Linked DNA regions of Mus musculus: all the other regions are linked to region 3. Evidence: chromatin contacts called from public HiChIP or PLAC-seq data. All regions are on one chromosome and are shown on one strand. Each heading gives the region's core, a stretch centred on a gene start, on an enhancer-like site or on the middle of the called end of the contact. The rest is flanking DNA. Distances are from core to core; before and after follow the strand shown.

Evidence for each region. HiChIP or PLAC-seq counts read pairs in DNA pulled down with a chosen protein or histone mark.
Region 1: a contact with region 3 is called in an H3K4me3 HiChIP or PLAC-seq map of embryonic basal ganglia, with 4 times the contacts expected there. The contact joins the promoter of Tmem97 here to the enhancer-like site in region 3. A contact is called at or near these places in 7 of 39 promoter capture datasets (the 3T3-L1 cell line, the C10 cell line, the HPC-7 cell line and 4 more), 1 of 484 Hi-C or Micro-C datasets (bone marrow-derived macrophages), 5 of 115 datasets of contacts at active chromatin or transcription factors (SST interneurons, bone marrow-derived macrophages, embryonic basal ganglia and 2 more) and 1 of 9 other capture datasets (embryonic stem cells).
Region 2: an H3K27ac HiChIP or PLAC-seq map of large pre-B cells shows a contact between it and region 3, with 4 times the contacts expected there. The contact joins two enhancer-like sites. A contact is called at or near these places in 1 of 39 promoter capture datasets (embryonic stem cells), 1 of 15 datasets of contacts at CTCF or cohesin (large pre-B cells), 3 of 115 datasets of contacts at active chromatin or transcription factors (acute myeloid leukemia, embryonic stem cells and large pre-B cells) and 1 of 9 other capture datasets (embryonic stem cells).
Region 4: a contact with region 3 is called in an H3K4me3 HiChIP or PLAC-seq map of bone marrow-derived macrophages, with 5 times the contacts expected there. The contact joins two enhancer-like sites. A contact is called at or near these places in 3 of 115 datasets of contacts at active chromatin or transcription factors (bone marrow-derived macrophages, embryonic stem cells and large pre-B cells) and 1 of 9 other capture datasets (pancreatic islet).

What each region holds. Positions count from the first base shown.
Region 1 is chr11:78,548,404-78,552,159 of GRCm38.p6, forward strand. Tmem97 (transmembrane protein 97) reads right to left here and starts at 2,332. Exons shown (of 3, transcript NM_133706.2): 1 at 2,125-2,332. The coding sequence starts at 2,250.
Region 2 is chr11:79,285,730-79,289,537 of GRCm38.p6, forward strand. No RefSeq gene overlaps it. Among named protein-coding and RNA genes, the nearest start is that of Gm30561, 18 kb to the right of the region's middle. Within about 2 kb of position 1,987, at least 116 of the 459 cell types and tissues checked have an H3K27ac peak or open chromatin away from gene starts, as enhancers often do.
Region 3 is chr11:78,885,557-78,888,946 of GRCm38.p6, forward strand. No RefSeq gene overlaps it. Among named protein-coding and RNA genes, the nearest start is that of Nos2, 34 kb to the right of the region's middle. Within about 2 kb of position 1,630, at least 225 of the 459 cell types and tissues checked have an H3K27ac peak or open chromatin away from gene starts, as enhancers often do. A contact at or near this core is called in SST interneurons, bone marrow-derived macrophages, embryonic basal ganglia and 2 more, where this site is marked.
Region 4 is chr11:78,473,366-78,476,915 of GRCm38.p6, forward strand. Sarm1 (sterile alpha and HEAT/Armadillo motif containing 1) reads right to left here. Exons shown (of 9, transcript NM_172795.3): 8 at 1,842-1,963; 9 at 1-1,667. The coding sequence ends at 1,538. Among named protein-coding and RNA genes, the nearest start is that of Slc46a1, 9.4 kb to the left of the region's middle. Within about 2 kb of position 2,111, at least 10 of the 459 cell types and tissues checked have an H3K27ac peak or open chromatin away from gene starts, as enhancers often do. A contact at or near this core is called in bone marrow-derived macrophages, where this site is marked.

The sequences.
Region 1 (3,756 bases), core at 1,082-3,581, 340 kb before region 3:
AAACAGGAGTTCTGTGAGTTTGAGACCCACCAGGTCTAGATACTGAGTTACAGGACACCTGGAGCTACACAGTGAGACACCATCTTGAAAAACAAACAAAAATAAAATGTTTAAGTGGTGGTCTGCATGATGCTGGTCACATCTAGTTGTTTCAGGAGTGGTGAGCAAGGATGGGTGCAAGCAGTCAGAAGGTAAACCAGGAATTGCCAGGGAAACAGGCTGGGTTTTCAAAGTTGTGAGGCCCTATTTCAAAAAACCTGTCACTCAAGCCAGGTGATGCCTGTAAACCCAGTGCAGCTCAATTGGTGAATTCAATTTTTAAACAAACCAAACCCAACCCAACCAAACAACAAAAACAAACCTCAAACACAATACCAAAGGAAAAACAAGGGCTATGGGTAGCTCAGTATGCAAAGCCCTGGGTTTTATCTCCACTGCTACCAAACCCCAAAGAAACAGTGACTCCCCTTCTTCATGGCTATAGCTAGTGCAAAGTTTTGATGGCCTCTTTGTAGTTGTCAGGCCCTTCCGTGGCAGCAGGCTGACAGCACTCAAAGGTATCATGTCCTAATCCATGTCCAATAGGACCACAGGTGTACAGAAGGATGTTCAAAGGGGAGGTTTTCCTGGGTTACATGGTGGGCCCTCGTGAATTACAAGTGACCTTATAAAAGGCAGAGAGAGATGTGAATACAGATGAAGTGGCAATATGACGGATGACCTGCAGAGATTGCAGTGAAAGGGCCACAGCCAAAGAAAGGTCAGTGGGTAGACTGTGCGGCCTGAGTGTGATCCGCAGCTCTGCAAACCCAGCCACCTGGAAGAGGCAAGGAGTGTAGTCTACCTTTGAGCCTGAGACCGAACATTCTAAATTTCTAACCTCCGAGCAGCTTAAGCATAACGTTGGGGGTAAAGTAAGCCACTGCGTTTGTGACAATGTCTTAGAGGAGTGAAACAAATCAACTTAACTTGATAACACACTGGTTTTGGTGCTGGGATTTGAATCCAGGGCCTCGTGCATGCTGGCCAATGTTTTTACTACGGAGCCACAGCCTCAATCCCACAATCTTTTGAGTTTACAATCTAAAGCTGTAGCTACATGTCAGTTACAGCCTGGCCTGAGGTCCTCTTGCAATGGATTCAAATGAACTATTATTTTAAGGGGAAAAAAAAGTAGGATCCATAGGGCCCTCAACATGTCCACAGGCAGCCAGTCCTTGGGAAAGCAGCACCACAGACCGGTGCTCTTGCCACATGCTACCTACGGGTTTCCCCTGTAGATCAAAGGTCTTTGCAATCCCGTGGTTCCACAAACAAACCAAAAAGACTTAAGGGAGTGGGGGGTGACACTGCTGATGGTGTCACTCCTTAACTTTGTTGAGTAGGTGACAATTCCTGTGTCATGTCCTCTCAGAGAACACAAGGCACATGTCATTTTGCAGCCACCATTGAGAATTTACGGATTTAAGATTAAGAACTGCCCTGCAAAGAAGAAACATTTAAAGAGCATTTCAGCCATTTCAAACATTTAGGTGGATAAGTCCGTCAGTAGATTGGAGAGGCATGCTTAATCTTGACCTTAAAATCGGGTCAAAGAATGCTCTCCAAAGCGCAGGGAACGGTAGCTCATCTTCAAACAATTCAAAACTGACTTGGAAAAGCGACATTTCCTCAACTGCTCCTCAAGCTAGATCCAGACCCAGAAGGAGTGTATGAATGCCACGAGCACTAACCAAGGGCTAACCCTTCAGTCATTTTATTCTACTACGCAGGACTTTTTTTTCTTTCTCGGCTTACACTGGACTTTTAAAGTCCATCCAAACGCAATAGATTCAACACGTGACAGACACTGGTTCACCCAGGCAACTTCCCTCAGCCAACTGCCGTAGTTAAAACCATGGGAGCGAAACACACCCAGGCAAAGGTTTTGCAAAGGATTGGCGAGTACATGGGGCTCAAACCCAGGACCTCCTAGGCATGCGCCCTACCATTGGGTTGCACCCTCAGTTCCGCTCTGAAAAAAACAAAGCGGTGGTCAACGGCTGGGGACAGCCGGCTGGGGCCGAAGTCAGGCACGGAGCCAACAGAAATCAGGACGGCCACGTGGGGACCCCTGAGCCTCACCTCCTGCGGGTATAGTTCGGGCGGCAGCACCGCCTGCAGGTCGATGAACAGCGTGATGGGGATGTGCGAGACGAAGTAGAGGCCCAAGAGCCACTCGACACAGCGCCTAGCTGCCAGGGCCCCCATGTTCCCTCCTGTCCGTTGGGCTACGACTGGCAAGCCGGTGATAGAAGCCTGCTACGTGGTTAGAAGCCCCGCGCCCGAGCTGTGCCGTCCCGCCCCCGGCTCACACAGGCCGTACCTATTGGTCGAAGGGGAAAAACAGAAGCGGCTCGTGAGTGGGTGGAGGCCCTCGTGGCCCGCCCATATAGCGGGGCTATAGTTTGAATGATGGCCTACCTGTTGTTTCCATTGGCTGCTGGGAGTACCGCGTGAGGGGGCGTGGCTCTGAGCGGTCCACGTCGGCGGGTGCGCGTGTGCAGCCTCGGGCTGCGTGCGCTGGTCTTCCCTGTGCCACGAGTGTTTTATTCGCTGGGTTCTGTTCCGTATTGGGACCCCGGGCCAGTAAAACCAGAACCCGCAGTGGCAGTTTAGGAGCGCTGCGAGCCGGACTTTCCTGCTGGCTCCAAAATCACTGCTCAGCCCACAAATAATGATTTTATATGATGGACCCTGATAGGCCTGGGACAAGATGGGGGCTGCCATTCGATGAGAATAGGGAACACAGGACTTGGGTTCAAGGGAAAGGAAATTAAGTTTGTGCTTTGTATACACTGAGCAGGGTTAGGGCTTGGGTACTGCTAAGTATAGAGCATTTACTTAGCACTCAAGAAGGCCCGACTTCCATCTCTTGCACCATTTGAACCAGAGCCCCAAAGGGCCGGGTGTGGACAGAAATCTGTAAGGTCTAGGCCAGCCTGGTCTACAGGCAAGCTAGGGATACATAGAGCCTGTCTCAGACCAAACCAACCAACCAAAGAGACCTTGAGCAGGCAGGCGGGCAGTTGGATGAACTTGGTTTAGATTTGTGAGAGCATTTGAAGGTTAGAGAGCGAAGGGCATTAAGAGATCCTACAGAATCATAAGGGTCATGGGAGGAGATGACCAAGCGAATGATGGTCACAGGGAAGAATGGAGTAGCTGTGTCACGGTTGACACTGAGTGCTGTCCACCAGTACCAATGAGAAGTCCTATGGCTGGAGAGCAGTGTATTGGGAGGTAGGGAAATGGAGACAGAGTGTAGACAACTGGTCGGGAAGAGGTAGAGAAATGGACCCCACGTGTCCTTCTCTTTCTTTTGTATTCACTTTTTGAGACAGCCTCTCACTATGTAACCCTGTGACTGGCTGTGTAGACAAGGCTAGCCTGAACCTCACAGAGATTCACCCTGCCTCTGCCTTCCAAGTGCTGGAATTAAAGTCATAGGCACCATGCTTGCTCCAGTGTGCCCATTTCAGCAAAGGAGACTGGGATGTCTAAATGGGTTTGAAGTTTCTGCCCAGAGAAGTGAAGGAAAGTATAGCTAAGGGAAAGCAAAAATTAGGGTTAGGTAGGGTAGTCTGTGTGCCCAGTGGTAGCTACCATAGTACTAAGACAGAGGGGTTGGCGTTGCTGAGGTAGATGGCTCTCAGTGTTGGGTCTGCTCAGGAAAGCATTTTGGATGCATCAGGGAGAGGGTGGTCAGGAAGATAA
Region 2 (3,808 bases), core at 737-3,236, 400 kb after region 3:
TTCTCTTCCCCCTCTTCTCTGTTCCCCTTCCCATGGAGACTTCCCTGGCCTCCCTCCTTGGTGCCAGTGAACTTGCCCCCCCTCTCCCCCAGAGAGCAGCTTCCCGATAAACCTGTGTGTGTGTGTGTGTGTGTGTGTATGTGTATATATATATATATATTTAAATCTGGCTCATATTGGCTCATTTCACCATCGGAGAACTAACTTATCAAGATGACTCTATTCACAGGAACAGTGCAGAATATGAAAACCATAGAGAAAAAGAATTGTGCTTGTCAAGAGCTGAAAAGATGAAGTAAGGTTGGGGGAATGACTGCTCTCACCCTTTCTTTGTTGAGACAAGGTTTCATCCTGTAGCCCTTGACCCCCTCCTGCCTCCACTTCCCCAGTCTTGAGATTACAGGTGAATGCCATCACACCAATGTAGAACAAAATATTTCTCTAGTGGGAAATGAGAGTGTCCTAAAATTGTTCGCAATGATGGCTACACTACCCTGGATACAGTGAACAACACCAAAACATCCTCTTTGTTGGTGGTGTTGGGAGTTGAAACCACGGCCTCTTACTTGTTATACTTGTACTGTACATCTCACCCAAACCCTCAGCCCTGGATTGTTGTCTACTTGAAATGGGTCAATCCTACGGTCTTATCAGTAAACGGCCTGTCTGGCAGCCCGCTTCCGGTTTCAGGCAGAGATCTCTCCAGTTTATTTTAGTTCCTTTATCTTCCTAGTGAGATTAGGATCCACCCAGCCAGAAAACTAGTGTTTCTTTGTTAAAGCAGCAGGCCTTGGGCCTGACATTTCTCCAGCTAGGTAAACATCAGGGATGCCAAACAGTGGGCTGGGCTGGCAGCTGGTCCACAGCAACAGGGGTTGTGGGAAGCCAGCAGGGAGGGCCCCCACCAGTCTTCTGGGGGCAGAACACCGAGGACTTCTCTTTCCTGGTGGGCCAGTACGAGGCAGCAAATAGGAAAGCACTTCCGGAGGCAGCGAGGGACGCTACAACTGGGGAGTAAGAGCAAGCCTACTAGAACACTGAACCCACCCCCAGCAGACTCCACCTGCCTGTCTTTACATTCTGCACATCTAGTCTTCCACTGCCCTAAGGGTTGGAAAGAGGACTCTCTCTACTCTCACTTTACCCAAAAATCACCTCGCTTCTGCCGTCGGAATTCTTTTTTTTTTTTTTTTTTGTTTTTTGTTTTGTTTTGTTTTGTTGTTTTTCGAGACAGGGTTTCTCTGTATAGCCCTGGCTGTCCTGGAACTCATTCTGTAGACCAGGCTGGCCTTGAACTCAGAAATCCGCCTGCCTCTGCCTCCCAAGTGCTGGGATTAAAGGCGAGTGCCATCATGCCCGGCTGCCGTCTGAATTCTTAACTGTCCTATGGAGTAAAGTGGCAATATCCCGGACATTCCTGACAACGACTAGGAGGATGCTGGTGATCTGCCAGCATCCTAACACGAACCCAGCATTGGGGTGGGGGTGGGTGTGTGCGTGGCTCAATGGTAGAGTGTCTGACCATCATACTCAAGGCTCTGGATTCCATCTCCAGCCCAGCAAAACAAACAAAAATCCATACCAGAGAGAGCCTGGGGCCTCCTGGAAGAGCCAGCTCCTTTACAGAGTGCTGGAGCCAATTGTAACTGTTGGGAAGTGGAGGTAGAGGCATAGGCAGACTTCAGTCATCCCCCTGCTTCCTGCAGAGGTCAGAGAAAAGGGGGGAGGGGCCAAGCGGATGCCACATTAATGAATGGGTCTCCTGGCACTCCAACTCATCCAGATGTATGACTCCCTTTTCTCTGAATTCCGGAGACCAGGTTAGCAAGTATCTAGAGCCTGGGACTCATGGCCTTAGGCACTATCACCAGTGAATATATACGCCCATCCCACCCCCTTAACCCAGCCCTCAAGAAATGCCTCCCTCTTCCTCCCTAGACATATTTAGACTCGATTTCCCAATTTCACTTCCTGTGTTGCAATTTCCCTAAGCATGTGACTTAATGTTTATCAACTGTCACCAGGCAGAGGCGGAGATGGTGGAGAGCGGCCTCCTACATTGCCTTCCTAGTCCACAAAAACTAGACCCACCTGTCCCCCTACCCTGGCCAGGTGTCTCCTCCACGTGTTTGGTTCTAGGATCTATGCTTTTTGTTCCTAGTGACAATAGGTCAAAGGTACTGGTATTCTTGGCTTTAACCACCTAGCTTTCTTTTAAAAAAAAAAAAAACAACAAAAACTATTTAAAGGTCTACCCACCCACCCCACCACCACCCACACCCATGCACGCATGCCCGCACACATGGGTTTCTTTGCAGATGATATCCCAAGAGGCCTTTGTTCCTGAGGTTGAGTCTCACTTTCAGGCTTCCTGGTGGTCCTGGAGGACATTGCCTGCTGAATTCACAGTTTGGGCCCTTGGTTTGAAACCAGGAACTGGGACAGACAGGTCTGCTGTCATTGAGCACTGGTGTGAGCAGTTCTCACTGGGTGTAAATGTTGACACCCAGAAGTCACAGCAAGCAGCACACTTGAGGAAGGCTCAGGTGTTCAGGTGATCACTATACTGCAGGGTCCTCCTCTGGGCCCCAGGGGGGTGACAGGAGACTCCAGTTAAGTCCAGAGAGGGAGCTAGCTTGCTGTGTTCTTAAGGCCTCACCTTTTCAAAAGGCACCCAGCGCCTTAGGCAGGTCACTTACCCTCCCAGAGCTCATTTGTCACACCACACGGTCTAGGAGACTCCAGGTCTGAAGAGGCCACAATTTTCCCATCATTTCTGTGCTTCTCTCCATAGTCTCGTTCACCCTTCAGTTTAATGGAGTGTGTTGTTTGTCTTTCCTGTAATAATGGGACTGTAATTCAGCCAAGAAGTTTGATGGGCTATTAATTTTATTACACCATCAGTCTTGATTCCCAAACATAGGCTCAGATGGGCTCTGGCTTTAAAAGTCCAGGGACCGGAACTCTGCACTAAAAAGAAGAACGCATGTATGTGCAAGAGGGCCTGGGCTCTGGAAATGATATCTTCATTCTGTCTACGGCTGGCATGCGCTTCACTCATGTTGGCTGGAAGTTTCTAGAATGAAGCTGCTGACCTGTGGATTGGGACTCATGTGCTACCCTCTGTGCACATCACAGACACACCACACACCACACCACACACACACATACATTAAAAGCCAAACAGCTTGGTGCTGATGGCACATACTTGTAATCCTAGGATTTGGGAAGCAGAGGGAGGCAGATCTCTGTGAGTTTAAAGCCAGCCTGGCAGCCTGGTCTACAGAATGAGTTCCAGGACAGCCTCAGCTTGGGAAACAAAACAAACAAAACAAAAACATTGCTTGTTCTTCCAGAGGACCTGGGTTCATTTCCTGACACCCATTTGGCAGTTCACAACAGCATGTAACTCCAGTTCCAGGGCATCCGATGCTTTCCAGCTTCTGAGGGCATGAACATGGTGCACAGACACACAATCAGGCAAAAGGTTCATGCATGTTAAATAAAAATAAACAAGTCTTTAAAAAGAAGAGTTACAGTAAGCTTAGAAAAAAAGTCAGCCAGGGAGAGGCAGAGCCTGGAAGCCACTGTGTCACACAATACTGAGTGACATAGAACAATTCGCAGTGTGATTGCAGCAAAGCCTTTTTCTCCTGAGCTTGCTTTGCAAGCAATAGAACACACCTCTGCAATCTCAGGAATTCAGGATTCCTGAGATACCATGGAGGACTCTATTTGTTCTGCAAAGATTCTCTAAGCACAAAGATACAGATGCATGGGACTGGACTTAGAAGGTGCTGCTACCTTC
Region 3 (3,390 bases), core at 380-2,879:
AAGGCAGTAAGTAGTCAAAAGAGCTTTTAGAGGAGAGGGTATGCCAAGTTTTCATTAAACCATGGCTTGCCCATGAAACTGAGGGAAAGATGGCTTCTATCTTGTTTCTTTGAGGCAGGGTCTTTCAATCAAACCCAGAACTTTCTCTGGCTAGTCTCACTAGCAGCCAGCTTGTTTTGAGAATCCTGTCTCTGGCCTACCAAGGCCAGAATTATGGGTGGGTCACCACACCCACTGGGCATGCATTTAGATTTCTGGATCTACTTGCTTGGGAAGCAAACATTTTAACTGACAAACCAGCTCCTGGTCCTCGTGACTGGTGGTTTAAAGCCAGCCAAGCCGCATAGCAAGATCTTGTCAGAAAGAGAGGGCAACGGAGAGGAGGGGGGATTTGATCTGGGCTTCTTAGAACTCAAGGCAAGAATAGAAATGATGACATATAAACCTTTCATGGGTTTGAGAATCAGGCAGAGCAGGAGGGGCGCACACTCTTTCAGAAGCACTTTCAGAGGAGCAAGCAGGCACCCAGCAGGTCACTGGGACATTAGACCACAGGTTCTTCAATTTTTTTTTTTTTTTTTTTTTTTTGCTTGTCTTTTCTTTGATTTCTTTAAGGGATTTTATTTTTCCCATTTCTTTTTTAAAGGCCTCTATTATCTTCGTAAAGTTGGTTTTAAGGTCATCTTCTCGCGCTCCAGCTGCATTGAAATATTCAGGTCTGGCTGTCATAGGATAGCTGGGCTCTGATGGTGTCGCACTGCTCTGGCTGCTGTGTTCCTACTCTGGCAGTTAGGCATCTGGATTTGGGATGATTGTAGGTCTAGATGCTGATTTCTGAGTTTGTCCTTGTTGGATGAGTGCTTTGCTCCTTGATTTCTGATTCCTCTTTGGTTTCCGTGGCATGCATTCTTAGCAGTTTATTTGAACTCTGAACCACTAGGGAATCTCTGACCAGGTTTGGGGCTGGACTTTTGGTAACTTGCTTGGCCTTTGGTGCAGCAGAGGGGGGTGGTTTTTGTTTTTCTGATGGGTGTGGCTTGCACCTGAGCAGCTGGAGTCTGTTCTTCTGACTGGTGTGGCCATGGGCAAGCCAGTAAGGTGGGATGGGATCAGGGGGAGAGTAGAATAGTCTTAGGGACCCAAATCTAGGGAGTGGGGCAGCTCAGCTGGCAGGGGCTCACTCACCTGCTCTTCTAACTGGGGTCACCTGAGCAGCTGGAGTTTGCCAGAATTGAGGGCAGGGGCTCCATCACTGGGTGGGCAGCCTCACAGATTCTCTTGTGGCCTCTCTTGCCCAGAGGCCTGATTGACAGCCTGTGGTTTGGTTTGGGCCTTACCATGGAAACATGAGCCTGTGGAGTCTAATGAGGTCACTCACTTCTAACTGATCACCCACACCAGGCCTGAACCCATGGCTCAGATCCTTTCAACATCAGTTCAGAGGCAGGCGGTACCTCAACTGGACTTCCAGAAAGAGGAGCTTTGTGAAGATAATACAAGACACCCAAAATCCCCCCCCCCCCCCCCCCCCCCCCCCCCGGGAAGCTTGTTTCTGCTACAGCTTGCACAATGCTGTATTACCCCGTGTGATGCTGGGGAGAAAGAGAAAGTGAAAACACCAGTGTGGAGCGCAGTGCCTGAGCAGAGGCTTCAGCTGGAGGGAATTCCCAGTCTGCTTGTTTTGGCATTGTCACAGCACAATCCTGCTGGGTAGTGGAAACCAGCCAGGCCTGACAACTCTAGGAAGAGTCATCCCGGCTCAGAGGCAAACATCCCGGCCCTAGGCTTTTCTTCCACCCTCACCAGCAGACAAGCTGGCCCAGTTGCAATGTTTGATTTTATATTCAAAGACAGAGTGTTTCTGGGGCACTCTGGCTGCCTTTTCTTTTGCAGCTGCTGGTACTGTGATTGCCTATGCAAAGGCTGAGTATCATAGCAACCCTTCTAGCAACCATGATGGGCATTTGCAGGGGGGTCCTCCAGCCTCTTTGGATTAATAAACCCTGCCGTTCACAAGGGAGGAGCGCAGAATTAAAAACAGATACCTTGCTCTCAGATCTCTTGCTCCTAGCCGCCCCTCCCTTCCCCTCCCCCTTCCTTTCTCTTCCTCCTTTAGTGGCAAGGAATTTAGTTCATAGCTCCATGTAGCCATCTCTTTTGAACTAGCAGCTGGAGAGATGGCTGAGGGATTAAGATCAAGGTTTGGTTCCCAGCAGTCACTTAGTGGTGCACAACTGCCTGTTATTCCAGTCCCAGGGGATCCAATATTGTCTTTAGACCTCCTCTGGCACTGCACATATATGGTGCACACAAATACACATTAAATAAGTAACATTTTTAAAAAACACAAGTACTAGCTGGCCAGTGCTCGTGCACACCCACAGTCTCAGTATGCTTGGAGGCAGAGGAAGGCGGATCTTTGAGTTCAAGGCCAGCCTGGTCTACAAAGTGAGTTCTAGGACAGCCAGGGCTGTACAGAGAAACTGTCTCAAAAAAAAAAAAACAAAACAAAACAAAACAAAACAAGGGGCTGGAGAGGTGGCTCAGTGGTTAAGAGCACAGACTTCCAGAGGTTAAGGTCTTCCAGAGGTCTTGAGTTCAATTCCCAGCAACTACATGGTGGTTCACAACCATCTGTAATGGGATAAGATGCCCTCTTCTGGTGTGTCTGAAGACAGCAACAGTGTGCTCATATGCATAAAATAAATAAATAAATCTTAAAAACAAAACAAAATAGATAAAATATGAGTACTAATGAATAACCTGAAATGCCACTGTGTATCCATATAACCAGATTGATGTGGCTAACTTAATCTCCTAGTCTTCTCAAATTAAAAAAAATTAAAATTTACTGGGATGATAACTTAGTAGTTAAGAGTATTTAGTTGCTATTCCAGAGGAAGAGAACCCAAGTTCAATTTCTAACACTCATGTTGAGTGACTCACAACTACCTGTATCTCTAACTCCAGGGGATCCAACATCCTCTTGTGCTCTCTGTGGGTGCACACATGTAGCACACATTAATATAAACATGTGCACACAATCACACACACATACACAAAACCACTGTGGTGGTGCACACCTATAATATCAGCACCGAGGAGGCAGAGGTAGATCTCTGTGAGTTTGAGGCCAGCCTGGTCTACAAAGTAAGGTCCAACGTACCCAGGACTACATAGTGAGACATGTATACATTTTTTTAAAATGTAATTACATTTATATATTTATTTGTGATGTATGTGTACACACAGACATATTAACCACTGATCCATCATCCTGGATTCATCTCCCTGCCCCTGAATTCTAATAATTAATTAATTAACTGGAAACAGAGTTTTACCATGCCTCCCTAGCTGACCTGGAATACTTATGTAGATTAGGTTGACCTT
Region 4 (3,550 bases), core at 861-3,360, 410 kb before region 3:
TAGGATGCGGGGGTTGTTCCTGGTGACAAAACTGCAAATAGTCACAGCCAGAGGCCAGCCATGACCCATGGAAGATGGACGGTAGGAGGAAAGTGTCCCCAGGCCTGGAGAGAAAGCCCTTTGGCTCTCTGATAATGTGGGCCGTGGGCAAGTAACCTGGCTAGCCTCAGGAGAGGTGTGACCCCATGGCCTCCAGAAGACGACAGCAGGGTGGTGCCAGCTCTCTGAGCTTGAGCCTGGGTAATGGCAAGAGCCAGCTTTCTTGCCTTTCTTGTCCAGTGGAGGGAGGGACATGGGACATTCTATATGCCCTTAGCTCCACCTTTTAGTCAAGACCCACCCTGCACTGCTCAGTTCTTTGTGGCCAGGGAGAGGCAGCTACCAAGCATGGGCCACAGCCTCTTGGATGAGTCTCAGGAGAACAGATCTGGGTACCAGGACTAAGGCAAGATCCTGAGGCTGCCACCAATAACTTGGGGACCTGATCCCATCACTCAGCCACTCAGCTCTGTAAAACTGGAGAGAGGAAAAGGCTGTTGTGATGATCAGGGACCAGGGTGGGGGTGTTTGGAATGGCTGGATTAGTGAGGGCTCTCTTTCATCAGCTCTCCTGGGAATCTGAAAAATGCAGAGGCCCAGGTGCTTCCCAGGTGGCCTGCTCTGAATTTTGATGAGATTCCCAATGGATTTGACACACTTCGGTGGGAGAAACTGCCCCAGGAATTAGCCCTTGCCTGTGGATGGCTTGCCTTTTTCCCATGGTGCAGGTTCTGCTCGGGCTACTGGTGGTGTTGGGGCTTCCCTGAGCAGGTGGGTGACAAGCTCTGTGTGGGTGAGGAGCTGGGGAAGTCAGATGGAGCAGGCTAGGTAAGAGCCTTAGGCACGCACAAAGGTTTGGGCTAGAGTGAGCTCTTATGGTCTCCTTGCATAAGCAAAGCACCCCTTCTTGCACCAGGAGGAGCAACAAGGCCAGGCAGAGGTCCAGTTCAGCCACACCCTGACTCCCAATATGCCAAAGGAGGCTGCCTAAAGGAAGTCTAGAAGGGGTACCAGGTAGTTACAGAGCAAGGCCATGAGGCAGGAGGAAGCCAGGTGAGCCCGGGTCCAGGCACAATGTGAGTAGATAGCCTTGGGGGATTCTCAGCCCCAGCTTCCTCCTGAGCACAGGTTTGGGGATCCAGGCGTTGTATTGACCCTTATGGGAGGCTGGCAACCTCACCTTACTCAAGCTGGCTGCTCTCAGGTCAGGAGATGGGGAAATGTTCTTCCCCTGTCTTGGATGTCCAGAACTAAGCAGGGACATGGTTCTGCATGGGAGCTGGGTCCTGATGGCAGGGCCTGACACAGGAGTGTCCTCTCATCTAACCTGTGCCTGGCATCTCTGGATTAGAAGTGGGCCACAGAGTGGCAGCCGGGAAAGCCATTGCCTGAGAACAGTCTGGTTTGCCTCAGTCAGGGTGGCATCTAGAGGAGCTATTCCTTTAAGGGCAGGGAACTAAATCAGGAGTCACAGTAGGGCACGGGAACTGGGGACAGGTTAAGGCAGACCCATTGGCGTAGCTCCCTCCAAACTGGTATCCGATCCGGCAGAGGAGTCCTGAGAGGGGCGGCCCTGTAGGAAGCGGATGATCTTCTCGATGGTGGCCTCCTGGTACTCATGGGACCATCTGTGCACACAGAGTACAAAATGGGTCAGAGGGTGGGTAGAGGTCTTGTGGGCCAGGGCCATTTGCTTCACCCAGGTGCCGCTGGTGGTCTGGGTCACACACACACACACACACACACACACACCACTTCCTCCTTAGCTTTCCCTTTTTCTTTTTTAAGAGCAGGGGGCTTACTTGATGCCGTTGAAGGTGAGTACAGCCTGCATATCCTCAGGCAGCGCCTGAGGCTCAGGCCACTCAAAGCCATCAATGATGGGCACAATGTTCTTGCCACAGCTTAAAGCAGTCACAATCTCCTGGAGAAAGAAGAAAGAGAAACCGTTTGTGTTTCATCTTGAATGAGCCCTGCAAAGGCCCATGCCTTGGATGTTCTATCCTCAGTGAGCTTGGGAAGTGGTGGAGACTTCAGGAAGTGGGAACTAAGTGGATAAAGGAAGTAATGTGGGGGTGGGGTGGGGTGGAGGTGGAAAGAGGAACAGCAGAGCCTTCCCTTGCCTACTCTGTGCCTCTTGCCCACTGTGAGTGGTCTGCTTCACAGCAGGACTCAACAGGGCAACGGGCCAGTGGCCATGGACCAAAAAGCTCAGAAACCACGGGCCAACACAAATCTTCCTCCATATTGATGTTCTTGGGTGTTCTGTCACATGGTGGGTATCTGATTAACACAAGACCCCACCCCCACTTCCATCCCACACGGCGGCCCTGGGACCAGGCAGGTACGAGAGGACCCTTAGCCTGAGACTGAGTTGGGGCAAGACACTGGTTTGAGGATTTACCCTGACTTCTCTCAGCTTTCACACTATAGAAACCTTTAAGCCGGGCGTGGTGGCGCACGCCTTTAATCCCAGCACTCAGGAGGCAGAGGCAGGCAGATTTCTGAGTTCGAGGCCAGCCTGGTCTACAAAGTGAGTTCCAGGACAGCCAGGGCTATACAGAGAAACCCTGTCTCGAAAAACCAAAAAAAAAAAAAAAAAGAAACCTTTAGTCTCTATCCTAGGACAGGCAGGTCTGAGTGCCTAAAACTACTGGAGTCCCCCTGAGTGAGCTTTTACTATTGCAATGATCCTAGCCAGAGGTTGGACAGGGAGAGGTGGCCCAGAGAATTTCTCATAGGCGTTGGGCACCAGACAGTCCAACCACAGTCCGAGGATTAGGACTTTGGAGGCCCATCTACTTTTTAGGAGGGGCTGCAGAATGAGTTCCGTCCCAGTGGTCACAATTTCATCAGTCGCGCCATCTAAAGCCATCTAAAGCCTCCACAAGGTCCCTCAGCAGCAAGGTCTAAGGAGCTCCCAGGGTGGTACATGGACCAGAGAGGCAGAGCCCAGGGAAGTGATGCCCAGAGAGCATCAAAACTCTACCACTGTGCCTCTCCTCTTTACATCATTTCAGAGATAGATTTGTGTGTTTGCTTGTCTGTCTGTCTGTCTAGTGTTAGAGGTGGGGAAGGGAGACAGCCAGAAAAGTGAAGCTGCTCAAACCATTTGGAGCCCAGAAAATCCTGAGCCCAAGATGTTGAACACTGTGATACTTACACTGTTGGGTTTTTTGTTTGTTTGTTTGTTTGTTTTTTGGGTTTTTTGGTTTTATTGAGACAGGGTTTCTAGATCAGGCTAGCCTCGAACTCAAAAATCCACCTGCCTCTGCCTCCCAAGTGCTGGGATTAAAGGCGTGCGCCACCACCGCCCGGTGAGTTTTTGGTTTTGCTTTGAATTTGGCTGTGAGGAGTTCTTCCCTCTTAGAGAAGGAATGTAACTTGTATCTTATTTTACAGGAGCCCTCAGGTGAGGGCTCTAGGAGACGTTGGATGTTTTCAAAGAGATTGGACTTTTAAGTTTTGATTTTTTTTTTAAGCAGAGGGGTTTTAAAAGTTGGAATGTGTT